2 separate regions of the Sus scrofa genome follow, and region 1 is linked to region 2. A link is a contact called in public HiChIP or PLAC-seq data. All regions are on one chromosome and are shown on one strand. The core of a region is the stretch at or near the end of the contact, and the rest is flanking DNA. Distances in the headings are between cores, read along the strand shown. Region 1 holds the start of NAA20 (N-alpha-acetyltransferase 20). Region 2 has its middle 83 kb from the start of RIN2.

Evidence for each region. HiChIP or PLAC-seq counts read pairs in DNA pulled down with a chosen protein or histone mark.
Region 1: an H3K27ac HiChIP or PLAC-seq map of skeletal muscle shows a contact between it and region 2. The contact joins the promoter of NAA20 here to the enhancer-like site in region 2. A contact is called at or near these places in 1 of 5 promoter capture datasets (fetal skeletal muscle), 4 of 47 Hi-C or Micro-C datasets (embryonic fibroblasts, mesenchymal stem cells and skeletal muscle) and 2 of 2 datasets of contacts at active chromatin or transcription factors (alveolar macrophages and skeletal muscle).

The regions. Positions count from the first base shown.
Region 1 is chr17:28,068,098-28,071,731 of Sscrofa11.1, reverse strand. It overlaps NAA20 (N-alpha-acetyltransferase 20), which reads right to left and starts at 1,580. Exons shown (of 7, transcript XM_021077417.1): 1 at 1,427-1,580. The coding sequence starts at 1,479.
Region 2 is chr17:27,856,628-27,860,225 of Sscrofa11.1, reverse strand. No RefSeq gene overlaps it. Among named protein-coding and RNA genes, the nearest start is that of RIN2, 83 kb to the left of the region's middle. Within about 2 kb of position 2,340, at least 3 of the 83 cell types and tissues checked have an H3K27ac peak or open chromatin away from gene starts, as enhancers often do. A contact at or near this core is called in skeletal muscle, where this site is marked.

The sequences.
Region 1 (3,634 bases), core at 331-2,830, 210 kb before region 2:
ATTTTGTTATAAATAAATGATCCTGCATATTTTCTTTCTACTCTATTCCTTTTCATATATAAGCACTGGCCCTTCTTAGGTCTTCAGTTAGGACTGATTCTCCCAGAAGCTTTGCCTCTACTCCTGAAACTTCCAGGCAACTGGCACCTCCCAGGCCTGCACTTCCCAAACCCAAGCCTCTGTCAAGCCACCATTACCAAAGCGTCTTAAAAGGCTTACCTGCTAGTATGCCTCCTCTTACTGCCTCTCACTCCTCACACCGCCTCCCGCTCCTCACAGCTTGTGGTGGGGAGCTCAGGCTCCAGAGCGGTGCTCTTCACACAACTAAGAATGTGCATTTCCAAAAAGTTCCCCGGTGGTCAGGGACCTCGCTAAGCAGCACAGCCCTGGAGTCAAATGTCCTTAAATTTGACTCCTTGCTTCCTGCCGGCAGGAAGGCTCTCCCACCAGGGGCAATTCACACTCAGTACTTTAGTTAATTCACACCAGATGGGATAAGAAGCGCATCCACACACAGCGAGACCTCAACACAGCCTCAGTTACGCTCCTCCGACTGGGAGAGGCCCCGGAGAAAATCCCCAACAATGGGGCAGACCAGTCTCACCAGTTTCTCTGACCTCCGAATTACAGAACCGGCTACTACAGTCCCTCACCTGAGAGGTGTTGGCCATTCCTGAGGCTCTCACCTCCACACCTGCGTCCTTCTCCAAAACCTCCCTCCTCACCACCATCAACACTTACACACCTTCCAAGGCTCAGCTACTTTTTGAATGTTTCTAGCTACCTCGTCTCGAGTTCTTTCCATGCTCCTGACACTTGAATCTGAACTACTTGGTCCTTAGTTTTCACGTGACTACCAGAGTATCTTTAAAGTGGATGTGGGATTGGTGGATGCGTGGATGGATGGATGACGCCAGTGTAGCACTGTAAACGATAGAGTCGGCTTATGAGTCTACAGTCAACTTCTTAAGTGTTCAGAAATTTTCATAATAAAACGTTTGGGAAAAAAAAGGCATGTACAAGTCCCACACCCCGACTTAAGTCGGACGCAAGGAAGTGCGCACCGTGGGCCTTGCCGCCCCCGACTCCCCCGCAGGAAGCGCAGCGACAGTAACGAAACGCACGAAACTGCCACTCCGCAAGAACACAAGTGGACCTCCTCCTCCAAGCTGGGCGGCACCGCGCGGGTCCCCGGCACCGAGAGGACGCCGACCGGAGACGCGGGACCGGTCCGCGCCCCCTGCCCGACGGCCCCGTGAGGCGCCGGGACTGCACGCGTTGGGCTGCTGTGGGACGTCCGCGCCCGGCCAAGGTCAGCGGGGCGTCAGCACGTCCGTTCGGCCCGGCCTCCTCCCTACCCCGACCCCGCGGCCCCGGGGACGCAACGGCGGCAGCATGGCCATGGTCAGGGAGCGCGGCCACTCACATATTGTTGAAGCGGAACAGGTCGTCGCACGTGAAAGCCCGGAGAGTGGTCATCCCGTCGCAGCCGCAGGAGCCGGCCCTCCGCGACCCCGCGCACTCCCCGCCGGAAGTCGTTCCGCGCGCGGCCGCCGCGGGGCGGAGCGCAGAACTGCTTCCGGGCCAAGAGTTGCTCAGCAACGGTGGAGGCGACGCAGCTCCCTCTGGTGGCCAGAGTCGGGAACTCCTGGGGAGTCTCCGGGTCTTTTTCAGAACTTCACAACCGCTCGTTGGGAGTGACTGGGGAAGCGGGCAGGGGGATCCCCCAGGAAGGAGCAGAGACTCTGGAGTTAGGAAACCAAAGCGGTAAGATTAGACAGTGAGTCCAAAGAGGAATCTAAACTGCACAAGGCCATCGGGAATGCTGAAACGTATTTACAAGTAGATGTAAGTCGGTGTACACAAAGCAGCAATCCAGTGCATCTCCTCCTGGACACGCACGATGCATGTGCGTTTCAGTGGTCAAGAATCATTTTTATTACTACCCATTTTCTGCAGTTTACAGAGTTAACCGGGATGGATGTAGCTGGCAGGATCAAAACTGAATAGATTACAGAGCATCAGAGAAATAAGGATACCAGGAGTTCCAGTCGTGGCGCAGCAGAAACGAATCTGACTAGGAACCATGAGGTTGCCGGTTAGATCCCTGGTCTCGCTCAGTGGGTTCAGGATCCGGCAGTGCCTTGAGCTGTGGTGTAGGTCGCAGACGCGGCTTGGATCAGGCGCTGCTGCGGTTGTGGTGTAGACCGGCAGCTGTAGCTCAGATTAGACCCCTAGCTTGGGAACCTCCGGATGCCGCGGGTGTGGCCCTGAAAAGGCAAAAAAAAAGAAAGAAAGAAAAAAAAGATCACACACACACACATATAAAACCTCACATCATATATGGTAAATACGTTTTCAACTTTTTTGTTGTTGTTGTCTTTTTGTCTTTTGGGGGCTGCTCCCGTGGCACATGAAGGTGCCCAGACTAGGGGTCCAATCGGAACTGTAGCCGCCAGTCTACGCCACAACAACTCCGGATCCGAGCCGTATCTTGAACCTACACCACAACTCACGGCAACACTGGATCCTAGACCCACCCACCGAGCGAGGCCAGGGATAGAACCCAGGTCCTCATGGATTCTAGTCGGGTTTGCTAACCACTGAGCTACGACGGGAACTCCACGTTTTCAACATCTTAATCAAAATCGTTGAGGTTGAAGTCATATTTTTTATTAGAATTTTCCATTTAGGGCACTGTTGTCTCTTTGTAATTTAAAGATATAATGCTCTTTGTCTCCTCTGTCTTCCTCTCTTGATTATGTTTCTTGTATTATTGTGACTTTTTTAGAATTTATATATACATCTGTGTTACAAATATGCATCCTCCAGTTAAGTCTGTAATTCAAGGGATGTAATACTTGCTGCCACTTTTTTATTACAATTTTCTCATTCCCTTTGTTTTGATTCATTTATGGGTTGGTTGGATTTCATTACAGTGTTTTTTTGTTTGTTTGTTTTCTGCTTTCCTTTGCTTTGTTTTCCAGGGGCCCCATGGGGCTGATGCTCTGTCTTCAGAGCTCCTTAGTCTGTGAGAGATGTCGAGTTAGAATATTGGCTGGATATTCATGGATCTCATATCCTCCCACCCCCGAACTTTGTAAACATCATTATTCTTTTGTCTTCCGGTGTTTAAAGTTTCTGGGGGAGAAGAGTAAGTCCAGCATGAGTTTTGTTTTCCCTTTTATGGGTGACTAAGTTTTTGTATTAGAAGTGAGATTAGAAATAAAACATTCTTAACAGTGCATATGTTTTAAACCTAGTGCATCTTTGACAATTTCAGCAGTTTAACACAGAAATTTACAAAAACAAAACAAAAATCAGGAGTTCCCGTTGTGGCTCAGTGGTTAACGAATCCGACTAGGAACCATGAGGTTTCGGGTTTGATCCCTGGCCTTGCTAAGTGGGTTAAGGATCCGGCGTTGCCGTGAGCTGTGGTGTAGGTCGCAGACGCAGCTCGGATCCCGAGTTGCTGTGGCTCTGGTGTAGTCCGGTGGCTACAGCTCTGATTTCGACCCCTAGCCTGGGAACCTCCATATGCCCCGAGAGCAGCCCAAGAAATGACACCAAAAAAAAAAAAAAAAAAAAAATCAAAGCTGAATTACTCCTACATAGCCAGTGGGAATGTCAGATG
Region 2 (3,598 bases), core at 1,091-3,590:
CTTTCGACCTCCATCCGCGTGGTGCAGAGGAAGGGGAGGGACGACACTCATTTCCCTGGTGACACCTGGATGAGCAACCCTTTCTGTGACTCGCAGGCCACGCTGGCACAGCGGTGTTCTGGGCCCTGCACTGTGAGACCTAAAACACAGCCAGGCTCCAAACCCCGCCTTGGCCACTGCCCACCTGTGAGATGCAGGCACGTTCCTGAGCCTCTAAGCTCTCAGTTTCCCCATTTGAAAAGTGAGACCCACCCTTCCAGGGCCACTGTGACAAAAAAAATGTAACAATGAATGTGGTGGTGTCAGAAGGGTGGGGGAAGTGGGGGCGGGCAGTGGAAGCTGAAGTCTTCCTGAAATTCCATGAAAAAAGGGATGCAGGAGACAGACCAGCTGACCCTTCCCCCACCCCCACTGCCGCTGTACCCCTGCCCCTCCACGAAACAAACCCATCAGACGAGCCATGTGCCCTTGAGCCTTCAGTGGCAGGAAGCAGGCGGAAGTAGTGATGCTGTCCAGGTTTCCGGGGTTCAGCGCAGGCCCCTTCTCCTGACTCTGACAGGTAGGTGGCTGCTTACTCTTTACCTGTGACCCATCTGCCACCCCCCAGCTGACAGAGGAAGAGAAAAGAGCAGCAAAGGAAAAGAAAGCCTTTTCACTATCAACTACCCACCCCATGCGCTGCCTCCATCTTCCCCCCCTTGTCTCAATCTCCCCCGCCCCCCCCCCCCGCCTTTCCAGACAGCGGATGGAGAATGAGGGGCGCCCAGGGCTCTTCTCTTCTCTTCCGTGTCCATCTCAGCCTCTCCTGGCATCCTCTCCCCTCTCAATCCAGTTCTGTTTTGCTCATAATTTATAAACCACGCAAAGGTTTCCTTTCCACCGCCTCCCTTGTAGTGTGGCCAACACCCTCAGCACAGTATTGCATCTTGCTGGGTGTGTGGGTTGGAGCGATGGCTACAGTTCATCCCCTTCCTGCGTGTCTGTCCTTTGCAAGGTGGCTTTGCACCTCCTACCCCAAGGCCTGGAGTCTACATCTCATCTCTCCGATCTAGAATGGTCTGTGACTTGCTCTGGCCAACAGAATGTGGCAGAAGTGGCCCTGTGTCATCCCCACGCCCTAGCTTCAAGAAGCCATACCCGTGTGCCCTCCTGGAGCCCTGATTCATCTGCTGGAGGAGGAGGGCAGAGCAAAGGTGAGTCACCCTGGCTGAGGCTTCACCCACCAGTCAGCTCCTGGCCAGTCTGGCAGCTGATGGGAGATGTGCCAGTCAGTCCAGCTAACCCAGCTAGACCCAGCCTAAACTGCCAACCCACAGCATCATCCACTAAATATATGGCTATTATTTGAACTAACTAAGCTTGCAGGGGGCAGGGGGGAGTGTGTTTGTTAGGCAGCAACAGCTAACTGATAGATCAGGCACTAAAAAAGACAATTAGAGATTTAAACTTGCTTAATTTTTTTTTTTTCATTTTTGGCCACCTCACGACATATAGTTTTCCTGGGCCAGGGGTCGGATGTGAGCCACAGTTGTGACATATGCCACAGCTGTGGCCACACCAGATCCTTTCAGCCACTGTGCCTGGCCAGGGATCAAATCTGCCTCCTGGCACTACAAAGACACCACTGAGCCACAGCAGGAATTCCAAACTTGCCTAACATTTTGCATGCATTTATTTATACTTCTTTTTTAAAAAAATTCCTCATATTCTGGTCGTGCTGCTCCCCCCCCCCCATTATTACTGGAGTCCTACACCTACAAAGCACAGGCTCAAGTGGAGTGAAGAACTGTTCCCAGTGCTCAAGCAGCTGCAGTGACAACTAAATTCAAGTTGAAAGACACAAAGCCACCCATCGAAGCCTGAAAAGGCTGAGTGCAGACGTTACACGTCACATTTCCACATTTCCACATGCATACCAAAGTCAATTCTCCAATGTCGCACATCAGAAAATAGTTTCCACTTGAATAACTATTCACTGAGAAAGAGTGTCTCCTCTTCCTGTTATTGTTTAGTTTGTTGTTGCATTTTGTTGGAATTTCTTTATTTATCAAAGTCAAACCCAAAGATGTTTTATCTAACAGGAAAAGACAAAGAAAGTGACAAAGAAAACTTGACCTCAGAAGACAAACTTTTAGCTAGACAAGATTTCAGTATCTCTACCTGGAATTTTGCACGTCCTTACCCTACCACCATCCTTCTCAAGAAAATCCACACTTTCAGCTCTTTGGTATTTTTTTAACTTGCATTTATTCATTGTCTATCAGAGGTTAGAGCCTGTGCTAAAGAATGAGGCCCTGGGCTCCCAGAGCCTGAAGTCACTCTGCGGGTGACCTAGAAACGTGGTTATTATTTTACATGATAGGAATCTCCTGTAACGTGAGCAGATACCACGTGATCTCAGCTCCTGGGGGGAAGGCAGGCAGCTTCCCTTGGGAACTGAATGTTCAAGGCGGGACCAGGAGGGTTTAACTAGGATTCTAGTTAGGGAAACTGAGTCACAACAAACCACGTAAAGTTAGTTCTCCAAAGTTGTGCTCTCTCGTCCTCCTACTCCCAATGGGCCTGCGTCTCTGAGAGCAGTTATGTCTGCAGGGCAGCAAAGGCCCCAGCTCCTGGTCCCGGAGGAACAGGCACTGGGGCACAGCTGGATCTCACAAGATTGGTGTCAGAGAGCCCTGGGTTCAAATCCCAGTTCATCATCACATGGCCTTGGGTGAGTCACTTCATCTGACTTGACTTCCATTCTCTAACCTATAATTTGTGTAACGACATCCACCTTAAAGGGCATCACAGGGGGTTTAAATAAGATCATTCAAATCAGTGACAGTGTTTATCCTCTCCTGCATCTGCGGAAGGGGCAGGACTCAGAGGGAACGGTTCACTGTCCGGGCAGCACTCCACTGGCACCAGTGGAGCAGCTTCAAGGCTGGGGGGGCTGCAGCCGCCACCCCTCTCACCAAGTCTCCCTTATATGTCAGTGGTGCCTTGGGGGGCAGGAGTAAGGGGGGCTTCCTGGGGGCCTGGGCTGCCTTACCACATGGTAGCTGGTCTCACAGGCAGGAGGGCCCGGAGCAGGAGGGCCAGCAGGGAGCTTCATCTGCTTCGCTGATCTCTGCTTTGAGGTCACTCAGTGTCACCTCTGCCACCTTCTCTGCAAAGGCAGTCCCCATCCCTGAGTCCCGCCCGATGCAAGAGGAGGGAAAGCAGACGTCCCAGGTTGAGAGGACAGGGCAAGGTTCTGGAAGAGCCAGGACACTGTGATGCCATTTAGGTCAATGATCCGCCACAGTGACCTATGCAGACATCCCCTTGGTGCTCCTTCCCTTTCACACAGAGACTTGTGATTCCATGAAAAAAACCAGAACATTTTGGAAGATAGTATGAGAAAAAAACCATATATATGTATGACTGGGTCACTTTGCCATACAGCAGAAATTGGCACAACACTTTACACCAACTATTCCTTAATAAAAAAATATTGTAAAAATTAATAAATCAAATTTAAAAAATTTTTAGAAGAGGAGTTCCCATTGCGGCTCAGCAGAAACGAATCTGACTAGGAACCATGAGGTTGCAGGTTCGATCCCTGGCCTCGCTC